Regions from separate parts of the Xenopus tropicalis genome. Here region 2 is linked to region 1. A link is a contact called in public Hi-C data. All regions are on one chromosome and are shown on one strand. Each heading gives the region's core, a stretch centred on a gene start, on an enhancer-like site or on the middle of the called end of the contact. The rest is flanking DNA. Distances are from core to core; before and after follow the strand shown. Region 1 has its middle 73 kb from the start of cebpb. Region 2 holds the start of cebpb (CCAAT enhancer binding protein beta).

Region 1 (7,407 bases), core at 2,421-4,920:
TAAAAGTAGGGAAAGTTGAGAAGAACAACTTGAAATGATAACAATAAGGACAGCAAAGCAAGGCAGTGGCAGTAACACATGGTGGCAGCAGTAGGTCTGTTTGGCCACCACAGCTTAATATAGTCTGGTTCTACTACTGTGACTGGGTCTCAGAACCATTGTCCCAATAGATTTTACCAAACAGACACTGTTTTTGCATAAATTGGTTTCCAGTAGGGGCAGACACATGCAATTGCTGTACAAACTTCTATTCACCTGGTACCTATCTTGCCAAATGCATTCTGGCGAAGAGAAGTGGTAAATTAGACATGTGTAATGCAGGGGATGAGGCATTTATGTGTTAGTGAGGCTGTGTTAGGGTCCCTAAAAGGGGTTATGTTAGATCCTCCATGGAAAGTCTATGTAAGTCTTGCGATGGGCAGGATTAGGTAGAGAGATCATACAATCCAAAGCACCCCAGTAAAGACAAAGTCAGGCTGTAAGACCCCTTTAATGAGCAAAGTTAAGTGGGCTAAATTTGGGCAGATAGGGTCAACATGCTAAATCTCAGCACATCTTTGAAACTTCTCTAGCAAGTTCAACATTTCCTTAGTGCTCCACCACTATTTCCGTGGCAGCGATATGATCATGATGGTGCATTGCTTTCAAGACTTTGGACTTTCACTTCCCTTGGAATATTCCGAGGCTGTGTGCAAGATGCTTCTATTCTGAGTGGAGGAATCTTGAGTCTGCTGAACTAGAAGTGCAGCCAATTTGCTTAGCAGTCCCTGTGCTCTTAGGACCTTTTTCCTGGTAAAGAAAATGGATCGGAGAAACCAGAAGTGGATCAGTATTTCTCTTGGCTGATACAATATATTATGCTTCTACCATTCCTATTTTAGATGTGGCCAGGAATCATTTCACTTGCTAATCTCGTATCTAGAGTTTGTTGACACCCTGCTGCTGCCCCCTATGACTTTGCTGATACTGAAGCCATTCCTAGTAGCACCTTGTGATATTTATGTCTGCTGATCATCTTGTAAACAGGAGCTGAGATGAACCCTTCTCAGTGTATTGGATTATCCCTTTCCTTCTCAAATTAAGACAAGAAAATGCAGTAAATAGTACTTTCAATCTTATCTTTCAAAGTTACTTTTCTACAACAGACAGGGGATGAGCTAATAGTTGTGAACTGCATTTCCCAGCATGCAGAGTGAGCCAGCAGCATTATGTCTTGATATACTTATAAAATAAGGGCAGCATAAAATATAGCACTGGTTTTCTGATTTTTTCAGTTCAAGGCCCTGGCAGAAAATATTTCTCTTTCGGCCATAGCTAATATTTGAACTGCAATTCATCCCAAAATCCCCTTACATGAACTTTTGGTTATGTTTCCCACAGCCAATGCTCTGGACCTCAGGGAGGGGGCAGTCCTAGAGTTTGGCGACCTCCAGTAGAGTATAGTTCTTGGCATTTTGACTATAATTCACAGTATAGCCAACAAGATCACCAGAGCACAAAGGTTACCAGTCGCAGACATTTCATGCTGCCACGTGTTGACTTTCTTATAAGCACCAGTTTTAAGACCACACCTTAGGACAAACACCGTGTCACTTCTAAGTTTGCCACCAATGGCATAACTACCAGAGGGATAGACGCACAACTGCACTGGTAGGGCCAATTTGGAGGCCAACAGCACTGCAGCAGGAAGTCTGGCAGAGCCATCAAGTCCCATTGAGCTGTGGTGGCAAGTTTCTGACATGGGGAGGTGGGAGCCCTATGCAAAGGTAAGGACAGGTGTAGATTTGGCACCAGGGCCCATGATCCTCAAGTTATGCCGCTGCTTACCAATCCCTTCAGTACAGCCACATATAAAATGCACACAATAACATCAAATGTATGGTGCAGACCGCACAAATAGCCATGGAACCTGCACCTAAATGGATTAAAAGGGACTTGTGTGAAAAACAATATTGTGCCAATATATTATACTCATCTAAATATAGAAGGGATTCAGGCTGATCGATTGAAAATTTCTTAAAAAAATTCACTAGTGGGCCGGCAGCACTCAGCACACTGCACTGTAGGATAGGAACCAATCAGCAGCTAGGCTGACCTGATAGGGAACCAAAGCCTGTTTTTGCTTGTGTGACTGCAGGGCTATGATTGGCTATCCCTCTCCTGCTGTGCTTCTGGCAGGGACCATTAGGACACGACCACCCCTTATTTGAAACATCATTAGGGAGCTCCAATAAAGGGGCCATTTTTACATATAGTATTAATTTTTAGACCAAAGTAAAACCAGCACCATATATTATTCATAATTGGCGACAAGATTAGAGGTTTTTTCATTTATCCTTTATGTCTCCTTAAATGATCAGCAACAAAGCATGGAGAATCCCTGTTTGCCTAAGCTGAAAAGATCTGTTTAGAATACCAGTCCCAGCAGTATGTGGACTTTCAATGTTTTTTCAGTTATAAAAGCATAAGACAACCAGCCTACAAAGAACTGACACATACAATTTTTTGGCTGGCTCCAAGTAAAGTAAACATTATTTCACATCTTTCCTCTAAAATTCCACTGAAAAATCATCCTTAATAATTATGCATGTTACAGGAAAAGAGGAGAGCACCTTCACGCAGATGAACTGCTTTAGCCTTTATTCAAACCACAGCACACAACATGTTTCGGGCTGTATCATGCCCTTTCTCAAGTGTATGGGGTATTCAGTGGTTTTAATAAAGGCTGAAGCAGTTCATCTGCGTGAAGGTGCTCTCCTCTTTTCCTGTGATATTCCAAAAAGCCAAGCGGTGGGCTATTGGGGATTGACGCATCGTGCCGTGTGAGCAGTAAGGCTGAGCGTTTATATATTCAATTTCCTGGACTTAATTATGTATGTTATTAGTATATATATATATATATATATATATATATAAAATAGAAAGAGTGTTTTTATTGAAAAAATTCCAACCTTTCGAGCACAACCAGTGCTCTTCCTCAGGGACAAACCAACCCTAATATGTTGTGGTTTTTAAATTAGTTATAGTCTTCCACTGCAATTCTCTAGTTTGAAGTTTAAACTTTCATTTATATTGACCCTGCTTATCAGTCAGTGCCCCACTGGGCCCCCTATTCTTACTGGGCCCTCCAGCAGTCACTGGATCTGCTTTCTTTATTGCTGCACTCGGTATATTGCATTACATTGTTTGATATTTTATCAAGCTATGGAAGCTGAGTGCAGAGATAGCCAGTAAGTGTCAGCGATGATACAAAGCAGGGACAGATTTTCCTGCTATGATAAATGCTGTTTTATAACCCTATTATATTTCATGAGGCAGCAGAATAGTGTGCCCCCTGCAACAGGAGACGCCTGTTCCATGTGTACACGCGTAGGCCATTCCTGCGTAGGTTGGTTTAACAGGTTTGGGACTTGATACAGGATCGTTTTTGGGAACTGGGATTGGTCCTCGTTCAGGAATTGTTTACTGTACTCTGTGACCCTTCTGGGAATTTTCCCCAAGCTTCCCAGAATTCTCCATCATGTGGTCCCAGAGTCATTAATAACCAAGGGTGACACAGCATTTTGGGAGCACAAGATTTAATCCTCCAGTGAAGTCAGCAGGCTACGCAGAACATAAACACTCGTGGATTGGGAGGGAGGGGGGGACAGAGGGCGGCCAATGGCAGAGCTGGATCAGGATGACGAATGCTCTGAGGAAGGAACGGCAGGAAGTGAATGACTAATCGAATCACAATGTATCCAACAGGCTGATCATAATAACCTTAACCCTCACCATGCCTACAGAAAATATAAATAAAATTGCATAAATAAGAAAAAAAAAAACATTTTCTGGGGCAAAAAATAATATTTTATAATTAGGAGTTTTATTGCACCCCTTTGCACTACAGGTATAGGACCCGTTATCCAGAATGCTCAGGACCAAGGGTATTCCGGATAAGGGGTCTTTCCGTAATTTGGATCTCTATACATTAAATCTACCAAAAAATCAATAAAACATGAATTAAACCCAATAGGATTGTTTTGCCTCCAATAAGGATTATTCATATCTTAGTTCGGATCAATTACAAGGTACTGTTTTATTACTACAGAGAAAAAAGAAATCAGTTTTAAAATTCTGAATTATTTGAATAAAATGGAGTCTATGGGAGACGGGCTTTCCATAATTTGGAGCTTTATGGATAATGGGTTTCCGGATAAGGGATCCCATTCCTGTATAACATGTACTAGGGCTCATTTACCTTTCCTCCCAGTGTGCAAAGTGCAGTTTTCCAATGCAATTGCCATATAGTTTTTTACCCATAATGCAGCGTATCAGCTTACAGGGGGCTTTACTTGGTAGTAAATCTTGTTTTTATTCAACCAAAACTTGCCCCCAAGTCAGGAATTTAAAAATAACTCCCTGGTTTGGGGGCACTGAGAGCAACATCCAAGGGGTTGGTGAGCAACATGTTGCCCCCGAGCCACTGGTTGGGGATCACTGGTATAGAGATTGTACAGGGGCTTTAAGTGATAATTGCAATATAGAAATGAGTATTGGGTCATCTGAATGTTTTGGTTTAGGGGGCGCTAAAATTATTTTGTATGAGAACAGGATATTGTCTTAATCTTAATAAAAATAATATCTTGCTGTGTTGGTATTGGGCTTTGCAATAATTATTATCCTGAAACTGTAACACTTTCTTTATATTGCATCAACATGTTACAGAGCTTGTATCATTTACGGCAGACTCTGCTCCAGCGGAGCTTACAATCTCTTTACCATTTGCACACACACTATGATCAGTTTCAGAGATGCCAACCCAGAACCAAAGAGATTCAAGGCAGGACACAACCTGGCCACACCCCATATTGCCCCTACCCCACCTCTCTTCTATATTTCTGTGGGAGACTGGGAGAAAAGAGCTGATATCTGTAATACTGTCTGTCTGCCTAAAAATACCAAGGAGCTGACATGTCTGGATTTTCATCAGGCATCATTTAACCAACCAGACTGAATGCTTAAAGAATTTTGCCCTTTCCTAGTGAATGCAGTGCTTCTTCATTATGCAGCATTGTATTCATTAGAGGTTGGCTGGGGGAGACACATAGGTCCTGTGGTAAGTGGCAAGGTCAGGGCTACCTTGTGTCCCCCATAGCTTCTCTCTGCACCTTGTGCACTCCATATTGTGCTCTGGCACTTGCATCTGGGGTGTTGTTAAATGATCCCCATAATGTCCAGCACATTCTCTAAAGCCAAATTTTTCTGTAAGCCGCCATAATGCTGTAGGCATTTAACCTAAGCAGCTGCAAGAATAGCACAAAAGTTATAGCTACAGCCTCTGGGTCCCCCCCCCCCCCCCCCCCCCCCCGCTGAAAAAAGTTTTTCGTATCTGTGGCCCTGAGCCTGATGTCATTTCAGCCATTGCATTAGCCTTGCTTTAATCTTGCGAATTCATTTTTACTGACAAAATCGTTGTTTTAATTAAGGCCATCATGTTTCAAGTGTAACATCCACATCACTCAAACTCACTCTATTATAATTCATCTTAATAGTTGGCCACGTTCCGATTTATAATATTTATATTGAACAGTGACCTCAATTAATACAAATGATCTGTTGTTTAAGCTTTATGTTTACATTTGCCCTGCCAACGCATTTAACTTCCTCTGTGTTGTAAATAGCCTTCCTCAGATTCAGAGTGGGTTGATTATCAGCATACGGCTGCCAAGGAGGAAGCTTGGCCTAAATAGCTAAATGAGAGCTTTGGGACAGCTGGATGTGGGAGGCCCTGTTCCTTCTCACTAGGGGTCAGTTACAGAGGTGGAACAGAACATTAAATGGGTAGGCTACCTTAAGACTTTTTGTATGATGTAGACAGTGTTATTCCAAGGCATTTTACAATTAATCGAGTTTTTTATTGGTTGCTATTTTTTTAATTATTTACTTTATTGTTCAGCAGCTCTCAGACTTAGTAACATAGCAAGTTAGGTTGAAAAAAGACGTACGTCCATCATGTTCAGTCATAATGCGTATTTATAGCCTGCCTAACTTCTAGTTGATCCAGAGGAAGGCAAAAAACCCCATCTGAAGCCTCTCTAATTTGCCGCAGAGGGGAAAAAATTCCTTCCTGACTCCAAGACTTGGACCATCATTTGGTTGCTGAGGCTAACTTACCCAAGCAACCAGGCAGCAGTTAGGAAGCTAGACTGGAATATGACCCTCTTGGAGGTCCCCCTTAGCAAATAAAATATATAGGCAGTGCAGGCACCCAATGGCACCTCGTTTGTCACCCTCCTTGCCTGCTTGTCAACCAGCACCCCCACAACCCTTCATTAGTAACACACACAAGTGTTTATTCTAATTTCACCCTAACTGGCCTGAGCCCCATTCCACTACGCCCGGTCCTCCAGGGAGGCCAGACTCACAGTTTGGAAACCACTGGGTTAGGGGGAGAACTTTTCAAATGTAAGAACCCAAAGAGGGACGCAACACTAAGTAAAGTGTTTTCTCATTAGGGGTTTTCTAACAAAAAATCATCCCACTAACGGAAGAAACTTTGCAAACTTCCAAATTTTTAATTCTTTATTGTTAACAAAGTGAACAAATAAATTATTGCCAGGAGATAAAGGAACTCACAGCTCTTGTCAATTGTATTTCTGTATATTAAGTAATAATAATGAAGTTAGTAAAGGTAATAGTGTAACAAAAAATCTTGGTTAGGAAGATAGGATGGCCAACATGGCTTCTTCACATTATAGAAGAAAATCCTACTGCTTCCCCTTAGACCAATTCGGCAGCTTATTGGCCCGTGTATGGGCACTAACGATGAGCCTGCCCGACCAACATCTGGCCTGAAATCGGGCAGATCTTGATCGGGCCAATGTTGATTGGTAGGCTTGATTTTTTTATGAGATCAAGGACCGCATTGGCTATTTAATGTGGTCTTCGCTCTGACTTCTTGTATCCCCTTCATTGCAAAACGATCACATTAGCACAATATCGCCCACCCAAGGTGGGCATATTGGGGGCCTTACCAGACTAGCAAATCTTACCATATATGGCCACCTTAAGTCCAAACCTTTAGTTATGGGATCATTTATACAGAGACCATTTATCTAAAAAGCAATGCTAAGAAAAACAATTCTTTTGTTCTTTCTGTAATAATAACTGGACTTGATAGTAACTAAGCCATGTTGATAGTAAAGTTTCTCATTAATTGGCTACAATATTGTTTGGGTTTCACAAGGCTGAAAACTAAACAATGTCTTGAACCTGCACCTGTAGAAGGACCAGATCATAAATATGTTGTGCTGTGCTATGCACCAATAAACAGAACTTGACTGAAAGGCTCTCCAGTGGGCTATTAGCAACACTGGAAAACAAACAGGCCTAAGAAAAGACAAACTGTTCGGGTCAAACCAAACA
Region 2 (7,407 bases), core at 1,871-4,370, 73 kb before region 1:
CTATACATTTTGTGTGAAAGCCCCAAACCCAGGTTACTGCGCTAACATTTTCTGTGCAAACACCCAATGTACATTAAAGCAGCCCACTGGGCATATAATCTGCCACAGGCCTTAATAATCACAGTGCAAAAACGTTTCCCTACAAACTATATTTTGGACACATTTAAGCAGCCCCCACCCCTTGTATTAAATACAGCTGTGTGCATAGTTGGTGCCATACAAATAAAGCTATACTCATCTGATTCTAAGTAGCTGTGTAGATCCCTGCTGTGCAGAGAGATGCCATATGGCTGTCCAGCACCGCACTAACTGCCAAGCCTTTGGAGAGGGAGGAATTAGGGATTTGAAAAGGAGAATATTACATAGAGTGTTGGGACAAATAACATATTGACTGTCAGTGGAAAGGGGAAACAAATGTGCACAGGCACACTATATCTAGAAGGGATATCTCTATGGCCCTTACACTGCTATTCAACTCTTCCTTCACACAGTCCCTTCCCAGAGGCTATTATCCCCCCACTGCTATTATAGGCACCATCTCTCCCTACTATACTTGCTATCCCACAGCCACAGTCCCTTCCCAGAGGCTATTATCCCCCCACTGCTACTATAGGCACCATCTCTCCCTACTATACCTGCTATCCCACAGCCACAGTCCCTTCCCAGAGGCTATTATCCCCCCACTGCTACGATAGGCACCATCTCTCCCTACTATACCTGCTATCCCACAGCCCCAGTCCCTTCCCAGAGGCTATTATCCCCCCACTGTTACTATAGGCACCATCTCCCCCTACTATACCTGCTATCCCACAGCCACAGTCCCTTCCCAGAGGCTATTATCCCCCCACTGTTACTATAGGCACCATCTCTCCCTACTATACCTGCTATCCCACAGCCACAGTCCCTTCCCAGAGGCTATTATCCCCCCACTGCTACTATAGGCACCATCTCTCCCTACTATACCTGCTATCCCACAGCCCCAGTCCCTTCCCAGAGGCTATTATCCCCCCACTGCTACTATAGGCACCATATCTCCCTACTATACCTGCTTGAGGCTTCTCAAGAGGCTATAGGCAACACCTAGTTAGACATTTAAGACATTTCTACACATATAAATGTTGTCTTAAAACTAAGCATTAGTTGTAGTTCAGCAAGAGCTAGATTTCTATGGGTTAATATCTCAGACATCTAATTAAAATCTCAGCAGACACCCAGTTATAGCCTTACAGTGCAAAGTGCATAAAATACTTTGCCTGGCAGATTCTCTGTGTGCCAGTCAGATAAAGCATGACACAATCTGCTGCCAATTCCAGAGTCGGACACAAAACCGCCCCCTGATGCTGACAGCGAGTGACAGACACAACGGTGCATGTGCTGCTGAGGGGAAGTGTGGTACAGTCACTCGCTGCTGCTGCTGCTGATGGGATGTACATAAACCAAGTTACTAGGGGTCCCTTATGTGGACTTGGGCAGAAGTGCAAGCACCAAAGGTTCAGAGCCATAGTTTTGCAGTTCCAGTGGTGCAAGTTACATTAAGTAGAAAACTGGACCCCCAACCGTAGATGACAAGGAGAAGGGGTGCCAAATCCTTATGAGACCCCAAAATATCAGGAGAGTTGAGATATTTGAAAAATGGTCACTGATTTTGCTATGTATCCTGCAAGACTAATGCTCACTGTATCACTACAATGTCTCACATAAAGCAAGGCAAGACTGCTGTTTTCTTATCTAGAAAGTAGTAAAGACAGACACAGTTATGTGATGGTTTCACAGAAATACACAGTCCAAGTGTAAAATTCTGGCATATAAGGGCCATGGTCCACAGGGAGGTTAGTTGCCCACAGTTAAATCTGGCCTACTCCGGGCAACTAATCTCCCCAAAATGCCTTCCCACCAGCTTTTCTGCAGGAAACTTTGGATGACTTTGAAATTAAGTGCGTATGCAGTGGCAGAACTACTGGGGGTGCGGAGGGTGTGATCGTACCTGGGCCCAAATCCCCTCAGGGCCCATGGGACGCTCTCATTGGTGTGATTCCACTCGCACCGGTGCACATTTGCCACTAAAAAATGTGTCCAGAGGGGTGTGGGGGCCCAGCTCCATGCCCTGCACCCAGGCCTGGGGATGTTTAGTTCCGTTATTGCACCTATACATTCCCACCGGTGATACACTTTATTGCCAGAAAGCATTTCAGGGTGATTGGTTGTCTGCAGTAGCCAAGATTTACCGCTAGGACTAATCTCCCTATGGACCAAGGCCCTAGAGAAGTTTTAGGGGTAAAAAAGTTTTAAAAGGACATTGAGCGCCATTGTATTTTATACAACTTTTCATGCCAGAAAGTGTTGGGGGTGATAAGATAACACTTTACTCTGCTACTCTTTACTTCTGCAGCTGCCAAAGTCTCAGAGTCCTTCCCCTAATCCCTCCCATTTAAGCAAATGGGGCAGCAGTGGCTCCTCTGTCTCCCTAAAAGCTCAGTGGGTGATGGAAATGACATTCACTTTCTCAGTCTCTCTGCTTTACTTGCTATGTGTGTGCAGCAGTTGCTGATCTCCTTACCTGCCCCAGCAGGGGGTGAGCAGCCCAATACCATTCCTGGTACCAGCTCCCTGCTGCTCTCCAGTGCTTCTGTCTGAATGAGCCCAGAGCATGAGAGCTCCATCTCCTTACCTGCCCCAGCAGGGGGTGAGCAGCCCAATGCCATTCCTGGTACCAGCTCCCTCCTGTTCTCTCCAGTGCTTGTGCCTGAATGGGCCCAGTGCATGAGAGCTCCATCTCCTTACCTGCCCCAGCAGGGGGTGAGCAGCCCAATGCCATTCCTGGTACCAGCTCCCTGCTCTTCTCTCCAGTGCTTGTGCCTGAATGGGCTCAGAGCATGAGAGCTCCATCTCCTTACCTGCTGGTACCTAATCCTTGGGAACACTTCCTTCCGGCTGTTGTACTTACCTGCCTGCTGCCGGCACTAGGGCTGACGGGACTAGAATGGATCACAGACGTACAAACTCATTGATCCCTCAGCGGCCGCTGTGACGTAAGCCGGCTCTGCACCTATAAATACGGCCCCTGGCGGCTCTGAGCGCAGAGTGAATCTGACAGAGTTAGTGAGCAGAAGTGGCTGAGGGAGAGTTTGAGGCAGCGATAGAGCCGAATCTTCCCGGGGGTCACCCTTCTCTTCTGCTTTCATGCACCGCCTGCTCCAGTGGGACCCGGCAGCAGTATGTCTCCCACCTCCGCCCGGCGTTAGATCCATGGACTACTACGATTCCGACTGCCTGGCCGGCTTTGTAGGCAAGGTCCCCCGGCGAGTGCCTAGGGGCTGTCCCGGACCTGACAGTTCTATCGGGGAACACGAAAGAGCCATAGACTTCAGCCCGTACCTGGAGCCCCCAGCCGGGGCATTGGGAGGAGGGAGCCCTTCGGCTGCGCCTCCTGGAGACTTTCTGTCCGATCTGCTGGGCGCGGACGAATACAAGTGTGGGCGCAAGGGGGCGCTAGAGTACAGTCCGGGCGGGAGAGGGCTGGCGGGGTACCCGCAGCTGGGGGAGACCAAGGTGGAGCCCGTATTCGAGTCTCTGGAACCCTACAAGGGCCCCGGCCGGGAGGAGAACGCCATGCAGTCACCGTACAGTGTCCGCGCCTATCTGGGCTACCAGACGGTACCGAGCGGCAGCAGCGGAAACATCTCCAGCGCCTCCTCCTCCTCCAGTCCCCCGGGCACCCCCAACCCCTTGGAAAACAAGAGCGGGGGCCCGTCTGGGGCGACGGGGGGAGGCTACGGGAAGAGCGGATCGAGCAAAGGGAAGAAGTCGCTTGACAAGCACAGCGATGAGTACAAGATACGCCGGGAGCGCAATAATATCGCCGTGCGGAAAAGCCGCGACAAAGCGAAAATACGCAACATGGAGACGCAGCACAAAGTGCTGGAGCTGAGCGCGGAGAACGAGCGGCTGCAGAAGCGGGTGGAGCAGCTTTCCCGGGAGCTCAGCACCCTCCGGAACTTGTTCAAACAGCTGCCCGAGCCCCTACTGGCCGCTACCGGCCGCTGCTAGGCCTAAGGGTGGCACCCCCTGACTTGCCCGCACCCGGGGCGCTGTGCCACCCATGGACTTGTCTGGGCCAAAACATGGGTACGGAACAAACTTCCCAAATACTGCACTAGGGACAATAATAATAATAATCAGCCTGCACTTGGGGTCAGTGTGCTCTCAAAGCCCAAACATTGGACTGGGATTATCAGTTGAGCTGTGCCACAATCAGCACTGGCGGACTCCCCCCCCCCCCCCCCCCAATTCTGTATTTACCCAAAACCTTTGCTCCTGAATTCTGCACAGGCAAATAACTGGGGGCTGTTGTCTTTACCCACAGCCACAAATCCCAAGGGGGACTTCAGCTAAATCTGTACCAGGCACTCAAATGATGCACCCCAAGGTTAGCTTCAGCTAAACGCCTATGGCACCCCTATTCTGGACTGTGAGTATTCCTTCCTGACCTGCAACCAACAGGCCTGCACACCCAGATCTGCTAAAGGGATAGAACATCCTTGCAGCATCTGACACCATGTTGTTCTGTTGAAGGAATCCGAGGTGTACCCTGCTCCTGGTTTTGCTGGCACCCCACCCCAACCTTTAACCATGCATCCTTCAAATCTGCGTAAGGGGTTCTCTCTGAAACAACATACCCTGGGAGACCCCCAGTACTTAGTTCCCAGTCTGAACTCTGTCGCTTCACCACCTCACTATCTGTTTTGAGTTTTGCACCACCCAATCGCGGTGCTCTTCCACAGCCGCCAACCCCCTAAAACAATATCTACACCACAGCGAATGTAGCGATAACTCTAAAACTGCATCACCAAGTGTGCCAAATGCACCCCTGCAGATACATTAGATCGGTACTGGCAGGGCAGTGGAGGGCTAAAGCTGCACTGGGGGTACTTCAGACACCGTTGCCCCCCCCCCCTTTTTTTTTTTGTGGAAACCAGCACTTCAAGCCTGCTTCAAAGAGCCTCACCTGGGTGCAGATCACCCGTATCACTGGTACAGCCCCAAAACGCCTGCCTTCTGTGCGATTAAGGAAGAGCATCCATCTACAACCCACACCCACCCAACTTATTTCTTTGCTAATAACCATTTGATTCAGGCCAGAATTATGAATTGGGATTTTTTTTTTTTTTTAACTTTCATCCAAAATCTGCAAGGAGGGGGCACCCCCCAAGTTTTTATCAACAGCAATTTCCCTAAACTCTGCAGCCACTACCCCTAGCTTGCAGGCTGATGCAATATGGACCCTGTACTTTGACTGTGGTCATTTCCTTATGGGGTTAAGTAGAGCGAACATTTATGTTTATATGATTGCAGTTATTTTTTATTGTTTATAAATGGCTGTATGGTTTACACAGTTTTGTTTGCTATTAATACCGGCAAGTCCCTGTACTGTAGAGCTTGCAATCTTGACAACTGAGGCACAGGGCCACGAGAAGCAGGGAACAGGAATCGAACCCGGGCACCCCCTTTGTATCAGTGCACTTTTACAGCCAAGTCTGAACCACTGCAGCATTAACATATACAGGAGGCGAGAGGCCCGGGGTGACTGGTACAGGAATCCTAAACTTGCTACCTGGTGAACTGTAACTCCTAATATCACAAGGGAACCTGGGAATTGTAGTCTATATAGAAATGGATAGTGAATGGTTAAATATTCCTGCCTTGGCTTTAAGGCTTGTATGGGGGTATAGTTGCTCATACTGGTATGCTTTAAAACCTACATACCTCAGCTGCAGCAGAACCTCAGCGTGTCACTATTATCAGTGAACTGAGTCTCAATGGGTTCTGCTATGGCAGCTCTTCTTATTGCTGATCAGGCCTTAATCATAGATCTTGGTCTTTTTAACCTTTTTAGTGCCACAGATTAGCACAATTGCTGTGATTTGATATTTTGGTAAAATCACGTGGTTTGACTTTAAATAGAATGCCACCCTTGCCCTTCATTGGTATCTTGGCCAGCCTGCCCTGTAAGGTATTGCGCACACATAACTGGGGGAAATGTTAATGGTCTGTTGGGTGATGCATTCGTGCTAAATGCACAGTCAGGATCCTTTTAGCTTGTAATATACATTGTTATAACCCTGCTGTAGCCTAAGGCAGCACTCACCCCAAGATTGACCCTTACTTACCTTCAGGCTGTATCCTCCTAAATCACAACAAGGTTACAGATGTATAGAAACATTGGGGTAACAGTCACCCTGCTATAGTTCCAGGGGTACCCAGGGCACAAATAAGCACTCACCCCAAATCTGCCCTTAACTGGCCTTCAGACTGGGCCCCCTTAGCCCATAACAAGGTTACAGATATATAGAAACATTGGGGTAACAGTCACCCTGCTATAGTTCCAGGGGTACCCAGGGCACAAATAAGCACTCACCCCAAATCCCCCCCTAACTGGCCTTCAGGCTGGGCCCCCTTAGCTCATAACAAGGTTACAGATATATAGAAACATTGGGATAACAGCCACCCTGCTATAGTTACAGGGGTACCCAGGGCACAAATAAGCACTCACCCCAAATCTTCCCCTAACTGGCCTTCAGGCTGGGCCCCCTTAGCTCATAACAAGGTTACAGATATATAGAAACATTGGGGTAACAGTCACCCTGCTATAGTTCCAGGGGTACCCAGGGCACAAATAAGCACTCACCCTAACTGGCCTTCAGTCTGGGCCCCCTAATGTGAAAATAAAGTTAAAGATTTTGTGAGCCCCCATTTCCATCTACCTAACGGCCCAAGAGGCATTCTTGTGTTGCAGAGACAAAATGTGGGCAATGACTTGGCACTTTGGAGAAAATACTATTATATTATAAATATATACTTCTGTCACAGGATTGCTGGTACAGGGAGTTACACATGCAATACTTGTACTTTATTGAGAATATTCCTAAGGGTCTGGCTGTGAGTATCTGTGCCATGCCTATAATATACGCCCTATTTTTAAAAAAAATTGTATTCAAAAGAGAGAGAGATATATATATATATATATATATATAAATATATTTATTGAAAATTTGTATCAGAGAGCACATCTATCAGTTTGTTTATAGAGGAAGAAGAAATGTATCTGAGCTGGACCAGCTTTAGATACTTTGCACCTTTTCCTACTGCAGTTGGATGAACCCAGTTCCCTTCTGGTGATTTAGATCTTTACAAATCCCGACCTTCGTTTTTCTGTTTTTTTTCTTTTCTAGAACAGAGGTTTTAAAAATAAGTGTTATTTAAAGTAAAGAGAACAATCTTTTCTATGCCTGGTGATGCAATAAGGTTAAACATGGCTGCAACCAACCTCTGAACACATGATGCAATCCTGTGTAATCCAGCCATAAACTGTGTAATCTGTTAAGATGTTTTATGTTTTTTTTATATTAT

Evidence for each region. A called contact is a pair of places that touch in the nucleus more often than the background predicts.
Region 2: a contact with region 1 is called in a Hi-C map of liver, with 3 times the contacts expected there. The contact joins the promoter of cebpb here to the enhancer-like site in region 1. A contact is called at or near these places in 2 of 5 Hi-C or Micro-C datasets (brain and liver).

Annotation. Positions count from the first base shown.
Region 1 is chr10:35,991,329-35,998,735 of UCB_Xtro_10.0, reverse strand. No RefSeq gene overlaps it. Among named protein-coding and RNA genes, the nearest start is that of cebpb, 73 kb to the left of the region's middle. Within about 2 kb of position 3,670, at least 5 of the 11 cell types and tissues checked have an H3K27ac peak or open chromatin away from gene starts, as enhancers often do. A contact at or near this core is called in liver, where this site is marked.
Region 2 is chr10:36,064,044-36,071,450 of UCB_Xtro_10.0, reverse strand. It overlaps cebpb (CCAAT enhancer binding protein beta), which reads left to right and starts at 3,120. Exons shown (of 1, transcript NM_001035121.1): 1 at 3,120-7,407. The coding sequence starts at 3,610. The coding sequence ends at 4,047.